Linked DNA regions of Mus musculus: all the other regions are linked to region 3. Evidence: chromatin contacts called from public promoter capture Hi-C data. All regions are on one chromosome and are shown on one strand. The core of a region is the stretch at or near the end of the contact, and the rest is flanking DNA. Distances in the headings are between cores, read along the strand shown. Region 1 has its middle 37 kb from the start of Gm24240. Region 2 holds the start of Pkdcc (protein kinase domain containing, cytoplasmic). Region 3 holds the start of Kcng3 (potassium voltage-gated channel, subfamily G, member 3).

Evidence for each region. Promoter capture Hi-C pulls out the DNA fragments that hold promoters and counts their contacts.
Region 1: a promoter capture Hi-C map of the HPC-7 cell line shows a contact between it and region 3, with 3 times the contacts expected there. The contact joins the enhancer-like site here to the promoter of Kcng3 in region 3. A contact is called at or near these places in 12 of 39 promoter capture datasets (the 3T3-L1 cell line, the C10 cell line, the HPC-7 cell line and 6 more), 2 of 484 Hi-C or Micro-C datasets (bone marrow-derived macrophages and embryonic stem cells) and 4 of 115 datasets of contacts at active chromatin or transcription factors (T-cell acute lymphoblastic leukemia, embryonic stem cells, neural tube and 1 more).
Region 2: a contact with region 3 is called in a promoter capture Hi-C map of embryonic stem cells. The contact joins the promoter of Pkdcc here to the promoter of Kcng3 in region 3. A contact is called at or near these places in 5 of 39 promoter capture datasets (the C10 cell line, embryonic stem cells, pre-B cells and 1 more), 1 of 15 datasets of contacts at CTCF or cohesin (stem cell-derived epiblast-like cells), 5 of 484 Hi-C or Micro-C datasets (all in embryonic stem cells), 3 of 115 datasets of contacts at active chromatin or transcription factors (all in embryonic stem cells) and 2 of 9 other capture datasets (adipose tissue and embryonic stem cells).

The regions. Positions count from the first base shown.
Region 1 is chr17:83,305,641-83,309,195 of GRCm38.p6, forward strand. No RefSeq gene overlaps it. Among named protein-coding and RNA genes, the nearest start is that of Gm24240, 37 kb to the left of the region's middle. Within about 2 kb of position 2,086, at least 71 of the 459 cell types and tissues checked have an H3K27ac peak or open chromatin away from gene starts, as enhancers often do. A contact at or near this core is called in the HPC-7 cell line, T-cell acute lymphoblastic leukemia, bone marrow-derived macrophages and 1 more, where this site is marked.
Region 2 is chr17:83,213,620-83,217,259 of GRCm38.p6, forward strand. It overlaps Pkdcc (protein kinase domain containing, cytoplasmic), which reads left to right and starts at 1,664. Exons shown (of 7, transcript NM_134117.2): 1 at 1,664-2,485. The coding sequence starts at 1,847. It overlaps Gm34686 (a long non-coding RNA gene), which reads right to left and starts at 1,515. Exons shown (of 3, transcript XR_001782234.2): 1 at 1-1,515.
Region 3 is chr17:83,629,790-83,633,314 of GRCm38.p6, forward strand. It overlaps Kcng3 (potassium voltage-gated channel, subfamily G, member 3), which reads right to left and starts at 2,106. Exons shown (of 2, transcript NM_153512.1): 1 at 1,174-2,106. The coding sequence starts at 1,829.

The DNA of each region.
Region 1 (3,555 bases), core at 836-3,335, 320 kb before region 3:
GTGGTGGGGGCCATACAGAGTAAGGGGGAGGCTGGAAGCTTGCAGAGCTTGGGGGTGGGGAGGAGAAAGGAGGGGCAGGCATGGGAGAGGCTGGGTTTCTCCTCTCTCTCTCTTGGATACTCAGGATACTTTAAAAGGGCTTTGGCATCACTTCGTTGTCTGCACATCTATTTTTCTTCTTTACTACTTTATTGTTTAGAGGACTACTGTCAAGTTCCAGGTAAAGATAGTACCTTAAAAATAGGCACTACTCTGCAGAAACATTTTGGAAACTCCAGTGTCTGGGTCTACTAGTCAGACTGTGTGTGTGTGTAGGTCAGACAGGAACAGATCTTCACATCCAGCAATCGCAGCGAAGGGCTTTTATTTTTTTTATTTTATTGTTTTCCGGGTGCTCTTCCTTTGTAATCTCACACTTACTCTGCACATCTAGACTCAGGAGAACTTGAAGCAGGGTAGATTTACCTCAGTCAATCCAGACCTAAGGGCTGGAGAGGTAGCTCAGTGGGTAGAGCTGCTTGTCACTCAACCCTTAAGACCTGAGTTCAGTCCCTAGAACTGGCACGGTAAGAAGTGATAACTGACTCCCCATGTCTCCATAGACTTGTCTTCTGATCTCCATATTAGCACAGTGGCCTGCGTGTGCACACACACACACACAGGGACACACACACGTGCACACATACATATGCACACATACGTGGGGACACACACACATGCACACACACACACACATGCATGCACACACACACAGGGACACACACACATGCACACATACATGGGGACACACACACATGCACACACACACATGCATGCACACACACACAGGGACACACACACATGCACACATACATGGGGACACACACACATGCACACACACACATGCATGCACACACACACAGGGACACACACACATGCACACATACATATGCACACATACATGGGGACACACACACATGCACACACACACATGCATGCACACACACACAGGGACACACACATGCACACATACATATGCACACATACATGGGGACACACACACATGCACACACACACATGCATGCACACACACACAGGGGGACACACACGTGCACACATACATATGCACACATACATGGGGACACACACACATGCACACACACACACATACACGGGGTGGGGGGTGCACACATGGGGTGGGGGGGCAAAGATGATAATGCAGTTCTTTTTGTTTTTAAGTGGGAGGTCACAAGCACAGCTTGTGGAGAGCCTCTACCTCAAGGACAAACTGGTCAACCCAGCCCAAGTCACCAAAATGCCATATCGACTTTAGGCACTACCTGTGTGTGGCCAGGCCTCTGAACCAGATCATCAACCACTTGACAGGCACAAGGTACCGTGAACTTTCCCTTCACTTTAACTCCTGATCTTTCTTGCTATCGCCCTTCTTCCGGCTTTTCTTCACTTTGTGCAAAAGTGTGCCAGGGGTTAGGTCACTTAAACAGAGGAGCCGCCTAGAGCTGGAGCTGTGGGTGAGGGCTATGCCTAACAAGATCGCCAGGGCTGATAAGCAGACCAGCACTACACCCAGCCCTTGCTAAGACAAGCTCAGTTTCCGTATACTTTAGCTCCCCCACTGGAAATGTGTTGGGGATGTCCTCATGGTTTATCTCTCTGCCCACTTTGTTCTTCTCCAGTCTCTGTGCTTGTATGGACTCCATGATTAGGTCTAGCTTCCCCGACTCTGGCATCCGCAGACTGTCCACTGCCACTGCAGAGCCCTTTATTCTGCCTGGTCTGTCTTTGTTCCTCTTATCATAGTTAATGATCAGTTGTGACACCGGACCCCACCCACCCAACACACACCTGGAGCGGTGTACACACACGAAAGACTCTCCCGTAGCCTGGGAGGTCTCCTTCAGAGCAGAGGCTTCACCTTTTCTTCCACCATTTTCCTCTGAAGTCACACTGATCACAGAATGTTCCTTTGGGGGATTAGGAACCTATCAGTGACTTCATAAGGAGATGCTTCCAAAGCCAGTTCACCCCAGAGCCCTGCCGGTTTTGTAGCAATACCTCTTTTCTAAACCTCTGTCCCCTAAGGAAGTCAACAGAACATGTGTCATTTGTTCCTGAACTTTGTCCCTGCCCTGCAGGGATCTATGACGTGACCCTTCCCAACTGCTTGGTGTTAACAAAGGCGTTCAGGCACGTAGGCTTTTGCGAGTAACCCATCCCTTTGGAGCTGCACCACGGAAAGGTGTTCCTTCAACAACACAAAGATTTATTACTTTCTTCCCCCACAGAAAAAAACCACAGGAATATTTCCTTCTTGACTGGCGCAATATGAGTTCCAAGTTTCATTAAAGAACCAGCCAGATACTTCCTCCTTGGTGGCATGGGAAGACTTAACCATAGTGTTTGAAACTTTACCTCCGCACACCTGCCTCATAGCCGTCCCCTCTTCCTATGACTCTTCTATTTCCTCAGGGTCTGGGCTTTGAGGCTGCCTCCCCAGGCAGCTGGGGCTCTGGGTCCCTCTCGCCATTAATAATGAATGTTTCTTATTGAACTGCACACCTGCCAGCAACCAGGCGTGGCAATTAACAAACTGGCTGGGGTTTTTTGTTGTGGTGGCTGGTTTTAATTTGTGTGTGTGTGTGTGTGTGTGTGTGTGTACTGCGTGCATATGGAAGACAGAGGACAACTTCGCAGAGTTCGTTCTCTCCTGCTTTCACGGTGTTTTCTGGGGATTGAACGCAGGTCATCCGGGTAGTGTGGCAAGCCACCAAATCATCTGGCTGGCCCTTGGCTTGGGTTTTTAACCAATGTATTGGCTGCCTGGACAGCCGCTGCACTCAGGGAGAGTCTGCCTTTCTGCCTCTGCTGTTGTTCGTGGACTTTCACAAGTAGGTTTGCAGAAAGGGAGTTGGTTTTCCATTGGCAGAGCCAGTCCTCCCTGCTAGCTGGCTCTTCTGCTTTCACCTGCTCCTAATCTGCTCACTGGGTACCGTGGACTCTGGCCTATGACTCAGGGCTGCCACCTTCCCTAGATGTGACACTGATGGTGTGGCCTTAGGGCTCTAGTAGACAGAATAATGATCCCCAAGAATGCCTACATCTTGGAACCTGTGAGTCTGTTTCCTTAAATGGTCTTTGCAGATATGATTAAGCTAAGGACCTTGAGATGGAGAGATTACCCGGGATTAGCCTGGAAAGCATGCTGTGATCACAGGGTTCCTTATAAGGGAAGGAAGCAAAGCAGGAAAGCCAGAGGAGCAAGGATTGCAGCAAGGTTGGAGGGGCCGAGGAATGCAGGCAGCCTTCGTGATCTGAAAAGGCCAAGAGAATGTGTGCTGCAGGATTCGAACCTCCCGAAAGATGCTGCTCTCACTGGCGCCTCCATTTCAGGTTTTAAGACTTCTAGATCAGGAACCTAATCCACATGTGGCGTTCTCAGTTGTCACACACACAATGCACAGGTCACAGAGGGAAGCCATTGCGGCTATTCTAAGTTCGGCAACGGAGCAACGAAGGCAAAAGACAAAACTGCAAACCTTTCTAGCCAACCCTGTC
Region 2 (3,640 bases), core at 414-2,913, 420 kb before region 3:
GTTTACAAACCCAGGTTGGTTTTCCCAGCACAGTTAATTAGACCAAAGACATCTGGTGTGAGGGCTGGGGAGGGCATCTGCTCAGACAGCCCCCTCCCCAACCTCCCAGCAGCTATGGGCCAGAGCTGGGCGGGGCAGCTTAAACAGGAACAGACCTATAGCGCACACTCCATCAAACCCACCCAAATCTCTCAGGGGGAATCATGGCCTCCTTCAACCTGCCTTTCCCATGACGAATAACTCAGCATGGTCCCCACTTTCTGAGTTTTAGGGGACCAAGAAGTCAGTCAGAGCCAGAAGGCCTACCTCAGTGCGATCACAGGCTGAACTTCCAAAAGAGCTAGCCGCAAGTTTTATTCCCTGTCACAGAGTTCCTCCCTGCGTTGGATAGGAACAGGAGACCTCTTGAGGGAAAACCCCTCCTTCCTAGAAAGCCCCTCAGAAAGGCGGCTCTGGATTCTTTCTCCAGCCCCTAAATTTTACCCCATATGCCGTCGCTCCAGCCGAATCCACGGCACTGCAGGAAGAGAGATAACTTTTTCCTGCCCAGAGCAAAGCAGGAGGGAGCCTGAGGAAGTGAGACGACCTCGGTGGACAGTTTCAGTGCCCTAGGGAAGTGGAGAGCCACGAGGGGGAGGGGCGGCAGCTTATCTCGCAGGAGGGGGGAGCTCACTCCAAACAGCTAATGCACTGGCGTGTGAAAGCCCCTCAATTAGCACTAATGATGCAATCAGGGAGGGAGGAGGAGGGACCAGAAGTTCTGATGGAGTCAGCACTAACACACAGGGCACACACTCACTCCCATCCTAGAGACACAGTAGCCCCTCGGGACATGCGGATGCACACATTCCACAGACAGATGTGCGTGGACACTAATGCACTCGCTGTATACGGTTCCGACCCCCTACTGGCGGGTCAAAGATCGAGGTTCTCGGGGATGGGGATGGAGCTGTGTTGTCGAGATGTGGGGATTCGGGAACCAGGAAAATCAGAAAGTCCTGGTAGAAGACAGTTGAAAAAAAAAAAGAATTCTTCCGAAACCTCCTGATTAACTCTGAGACCACAGTCCCCACCCCTCGCGCTCTCGCAGGTGCGGGGCAGCCTCCCCAGTGCGCCGCCCTTCATCACACCCTGAACCCGGGCTGTCCCAGAGCAGCCTCACCCGCAGAAGGAGGAACCCCTGCGCACTGCACTGCAGCCCCGACTCCCCACCTCCCCCAGGAGGCAGCGTGTACCCCTGAGATCCCCGCACCCGGGCCTTGGCGGCTTGCCCCTTGGAGCCCGTTACCCGCCGGCCTCGCCCCTCCAACTCCCCGCACCAGGTCGGCCAGCTCCGCTTTCGGCCTCCGGGTCCCGTTATCCAGCCTGGCCTCGGGCTTGGAAGCCCTGCGCGCGGCCGCCCCCTCCCCCTCCCCCGCTCCCCAACCCGAGCTCGGGGGGCCGCGCGCCGGGCAGGGCCGGAGCCGCCTCCGCGCCGCTTCCCAGGCCCGGCTGGCCGCGGGAGGAGGTCCCGCTGTCAGTCAGCGGGGAAGGCCGGCCCGGGCGGCCAGAGGGGGCGGCGCCGAGGACTGGCTCGGCCGGGCGCGGGGAGGCGCTGGCGGAGGGGCGGGCGCGGGGGTGGCTCCGGGCCTTATAAGCGGCGGGGGCAGGGCGGGAGGGAGGCAAGTGTCAGGCCGATGTGCCGCCCGCCGGGGGCCGGGGTCGGGGCTGCCCGGGCCATGCGCGCGGGCTGGGCAGGGGGCCGGCGCGGCGCGAAGCCGAGTCGCCTCGGAGCCTGAGCCGCCCGGGGCCGGGGCCGGGGCCGGGGCCGGGGAGCGGCGCGCGGCCGGCCGGGGGGAGGGGAGCGATGCGGCGCCGGCGGGCGGCCGTGGCCGCTGGTTTCTGCGCCTCCTTCCTGCTGGGCTCCGTCCTCAACGTGCTCTTCGCACCGGGCTCGGAGCCTCCGCGGCCAGGCCAGTCCCCGGGGTCCTCGGCAGCCCCGGGCCCGGGCCGTCGCGGGGGCCGTGGGGAGCTGGCCCGGCAGATCCGGGAGCGCTACGAGGAGGTGCAGCGCTATTCCCGCGGGGGGCCGGGGCCGGGAGCGGGCCGGCCAGAGCGGCGGCGCCTGATGGACCTGGCTCCGGGCGGGCCGGGCCTGCAGCGTCCCCGGCCCCCGCGGGTCCGGTCCCCGCCCGACGGCGCTCCGGGCTGGCCCCCTGCTCCCGGCCCGGGCTCCCCCGGCCCGGGCCCGCGCCTAGGCTGCGCCGCGCTCCGCAACGTGTCTGGCGCGCAGTACGTGGGCTCAGGCTACACTAAGGCTGTGTACCGGGTCCGCCTGCCCGGCGGCGCCGCGGTGGCGCTTAAAGCAGTGGACTTCAGCGGCCACGATCTGGGCAGCTGCGTGCGCGAGTTCGGGGCGCGAAGGGGCTGCTATCGCCTGGCGGCCCACAAGCTGCTCAAAGAGATGGTGCTGCTGGAGCGGCTGCGGCACCCCAACGTGCTGCAGGTACGACAGTGGGGTTCCGGGATGAGGGGGCTGGCTGGCCACTCTGAAAGACTCCTTGGTCTTACGGAGTAAATAAGTCTCAGGGCGTCCAAGACTGCCCAGTTGCAGCTAGGTGCAGAACCCAGATTAGGGAACCACACTCAGCACCACCCTGCCGGGGTCTCTCACCCTTTGGGTAGAACCCTGTACCAGCTTAAACGCATCCCGTAAAGACAGAGGCAAGGACCAGAAGGGTCCCAAGCTGGTGATAAGGCAGTGATTAGGAGTTGTGACCACAGAGGACCCTGCTGCTGGCTAAAGCTGGTGGAGTATTATCTCCAGTCATAGTGACCTCAGGTCCAACTCCAACATCCAGCTTCAGTCAGCTCCCAGATGCAGAAATAGGATCCCCCATATTGGTAGAGCCTGAACCATACTTTTTTCAAAGTCCAGCGACACGTCTGGCTTTGGAGGTGATGTTAAGCCTCAGTGGGTATGGGAGGGGCCCAAAAGGAGACCATGGATCTGACTTGATCTTCAGGGAGACCCTCATTTCTCACTGGGCTCACAGGCCATTGAAAGGGATAAAAGAGGCCAGAAAATACACAGCCTTTCCCAGAAGTGACCACAGGCTTCCCTGGGACTTCAAGTGGGTCCAGCTGAACCACAGGGGAAGCCTCAGGATTGTAGGCCAGAAGACTCCAGGTCTGCTAGTATGAATACCACACTCTTGCAAGTGTGCTTAGCCAAGAGGCTAGACGGTTCAAAAAGCTAGATGCATACTTTCCTAGCGAGAAACTCTGTCCTTGTTCATTGGGGGCACAGGCAAGAAGGATGCACCCCCACATCTCGTCCATCCAAGGTTGCATTTAGAACAGACCTTCACAATGCCACCGCCATCCAAACATAAACCCACTTCCCCTCTCTGAGTTCTCTGCCTTGGATAAGACTACTTACTCTCTATGCATATGTGTGAGGTGACTGAAAGGGGACCCCTGACTGCTCTTGGCTGGGTAACATAAGTGTGTGCAACCCCCCCCCCAGCTGTCCATACCACCCACCCACCCTCAGAGTCACTTTTCTATACCCAAAGAGCTGGCCAGAGGCACAGCAGTCCATCTTTTCTTCCCTCAGCACTGAGAAGGGGGCCCCAGGCCTCGAGGGATCTGTGGACCA
Region 3 (3,525 bases), core at 856-3,355:
GGATGCTGGCAATGGGCTCTGTGCTTCCAGTCCACGGTAGTTACTGTTAGGATTCATACAGAGAGGAAGGGATGCACTGCTGCTGGGTCTGCACTTACCACAGTCCCTAGCACACACAGGCCCATCGGGAAAGGATTACAGGACACGGTCTTGACTTGAAAGTGAAGGGGGAAAAAAATTAGGGCAGAAAATGAATGGGTGAAGGCTCCTAGAAGAGTTATCAAACAAAGGGTGAAAGAGAATATACAGTTTGGGTTTTATGCCCAAAATGGCTGTCTGCTCGGAAAGTCCAACTTTAGTCTGCTTATTCCTCCCACCAAATATGCAAAATAAACTCACTTGTTCTAAAAACAGGAGAGTGCTATCACCATTAAGAGATAAGCATGAGCTCAGGAAAGATTAAAGTGTTTTCTTTTCATCCTAGTAAAGTGGGGGGAGGCGGGAAGACACTTCAATGACCGAATCCTGTTTCTGGGTTTGGGGAAGTTTCGCTTTTTCTTCTCTCCCAAGGTAATAGCTGTTTTTGTTTTCTTCTCCACACTGAAGACCCTCTGAATGAAACTCCAAATCCTTAATGCCACACAGAGGAGAGGAATTTGCTAGGTCCACACTTGCTCGGAAAGGAGAGAGGAAAAAGGGCACAGGCACCCATTATTCAGAGTCTATCACTAAATTAGCCTCCTTTATAATACGGATTCCATCCCAGCACACATTACGCCGGGAGCAGGGTGTGCAGAATGTGTGGGCACTGAAGCAGACCACATTTCACCGAAATGAGACTTCATCTTTTCAAACACCACCAGTACTGGCACATATTTCAAAGAGCTCTTAGCTCAAACTGAATCATCGTGCAAATTATTGCGTGTTAGCAATAAAAGTTTGGAAAATCTAATTAGCAGGTTGCTATTTGGTCAGAACTAAAACACAAAGCCTGGAGGTTTTACTCTAAAAGGTGAGACCCAAGCACAACCACAGGCTGCGCCTGTGAAAAGGGGGCGGGGTTGGGGACCCATAGATTCCTCACACCCCTCGGCTGGAGCGCCAGGGACCTCCTGGGGCAGGAAAAAAGCCTAGCTGAGCTGCCAGGCAGACAGGACGGAGACCGGACGGACGGACGGCACGGATAGACGGGACTGGACGGACTGGACGGGCAAAAAAAGCAGTGCGTCCTACCCGGAGGGTTCCCTCCCAGGGCTGGCGGAGTACCTGCTCCGGTCATCCAGACTGCGGTTGTCAGCAACCGCCGCACGCCAGTCGGGCAGCGTGCTGGCGCACAGCACCACCATGGACACGATCACGAACACCACGGACACGCTGGCCAGGATCTGCGCGGCCAGCGACGACGTGGGCTCCTCGAAGGTCCGCCGCATGCGCTCCAGCCAGCGCCGGGAGGGGGCCGCCTCGGGTCCGGCGGGACGAGGCTGCTCGCGGCCCAGCTCGTCTGCCGCGTGAAAGGTGTGGGTGTCGGACATGCGGTCGTCTAGGCGGCGCTGGCAGCAGTACTCCAGGTGCGCACCCTCCAGGCCCCAGTAGATCATCTCGTTGTAGAAGGAGAGCTCGCACATCCGCGGCGCGAAGCGCAGCTTCCCGTGGCCGCGCACGTACAGCAGGATGAAGCCGAAGGCCTCCGAGTGTCGGTCGAAGAAGTACTCGTTGCGCTCCCGGTCGTAGTCGTCGCACACTTCGAGCACGTCGCGCTCCGAGCGGCAGCCGTGCAGCCGGCTCACGCGGCGCAGCGGGAAGTCCTTGAGCAGCTCCCGGGACAGCGAGTACCGGGCGCCGCCCACGTTCAGCACCACCGAGGCCGCCCCGCCGCGCCCGAAGGTCATGGCTGGCCGCCCCGGGGGCCTGCCCGCCGCGCGCACGGGGAGGCCGCGCCGTCGGGGCCCGAGCTCCCCCGGGGCTCGCGCCCCGCACCGCCCGCGTCCCCCGCGGTGTCAGTGCCGCCGCCCCTCGCTCCCGGGTTCGCCCTCCCGAATCCGGGTGGCTGGCCGCAGCTCCAGGTGGCGCCGGTCTCCCAGAGGGCGAACGTTAGCCGAGGCACCGTGGGCAGGTCTGCCCGGTCCCCGGCGCACGCAGCCCCGCCGCCGTCCAGAGGCGAAAGGCAAAGTGAGCCGGCTCCGGCGGCGAGGAGCGGGCTCCGGGAGGCGGGGGCGGGGCCTCCCTCGCCGTCCTCCTCCTCGCCCGCCGGCTCCGCGCGCTCCGCTCCCTCCGCGCGCACCTCCTTGCCCGCCCGCGCCCGCACCTCCCGGCTCGCTCCGGCTGGGATTCCCCGGCGCCCCGCCCCGGACCTCGGGCTCCCCGCCTCGTGACGCCGTGCGCCCCCGCCCGCAGTGGCCGGGAGGGGTGCGCAGGGCGTGATGCGAGCTGCGGGGAGCCCCGGGGCCATCCGGATGATGGACACACCTCCCCCAGGCTCCTTTAAAGAGTCCCCCGAAGGGAGGAGACAGGAGGGAAGGAGGGGTGCTGAGGTGAGGACCAAGGTGCGAGGTTTGAAGTAGGGAGCAGACGGCGTCTGGATGAGCCTTTGCCAGAGACTGTTGGAAACCCTGGTCGGCTTCTAAGGCCGCCCCAAAGGATTTCTCAAAGCAGGCAACCCAGTCGCGGCTTTGCCTGCAGACTTTGCGCTTCCTCTCCGCGCGTGGGGCACCCCACGTGCCGTGCGCTCCGAAGGCGGCCGCGCACCAAGCTCTCCCCACCCCCTGCTCCCTGAGGGATGCCATGGGCCAACGGACTCGCCCTAGTCCCCCATCTTTCCCAGCCTTGGGGTCCTAAGAAGGCGCCTACACCGCTCTCACGATGCCTCCGGTGGAGTCGGGTAGCAGTCTGGAGAGAATTTTCTTTCACTGGCAAGACCAGAATGTCTTATTGCCTCGATCTTGCATTCTCCTTTTCATGCTATCTCGATGTCCACTCCTTCCCTCCCCGTAGCACCCCCGTGCGACTGCGGCACCGGCCTTCAAATGCAGAGGCAGGGTTAAGGCTTGGTGGAGTGGGGTTCGACTTGGCAGGCATTATTTTAAACAGCAGTTTACACATCCGACACCGGCAACCCAGCCCGTCAAAGGCAAGAAACAGGTGAGTTATATATAAGGGAGACGGCGTTAGATGCAAAACAAACCCTGGAAATAAAAATGAATAGGGAGGGTGGAGGGGTGAGATGGGCTCCTGTGACCATGGAGTACCTGGGGAAGGGTTTTGCTTTCCCCCTCCACTTTCCTAATTTTGTAGGACTGCCCCGTGCCCGCTAGAGGTCACCATAAGGAGTCATTTGCTCTGCTTCTCGGATAGATGTTAGTGAAAACAGCCGCCTGCAAATTTGAGTTCTCTTTCTGACAAAGTCACCCTGGGTGGTTCTTAGAGAATGAAAATCTCCATAAGCTGTTTATCCCTAGACTTGGATCATTTTTTTTTAAGCACTTAATGTGATTAAAAGCTCAAAAACAAGAGTTATTTATCTGCTAAGTAGCTACTAAGCAAGGAAAACATCCTGAAGGAAGTGAATTCAATACGGAATGGAAGGAG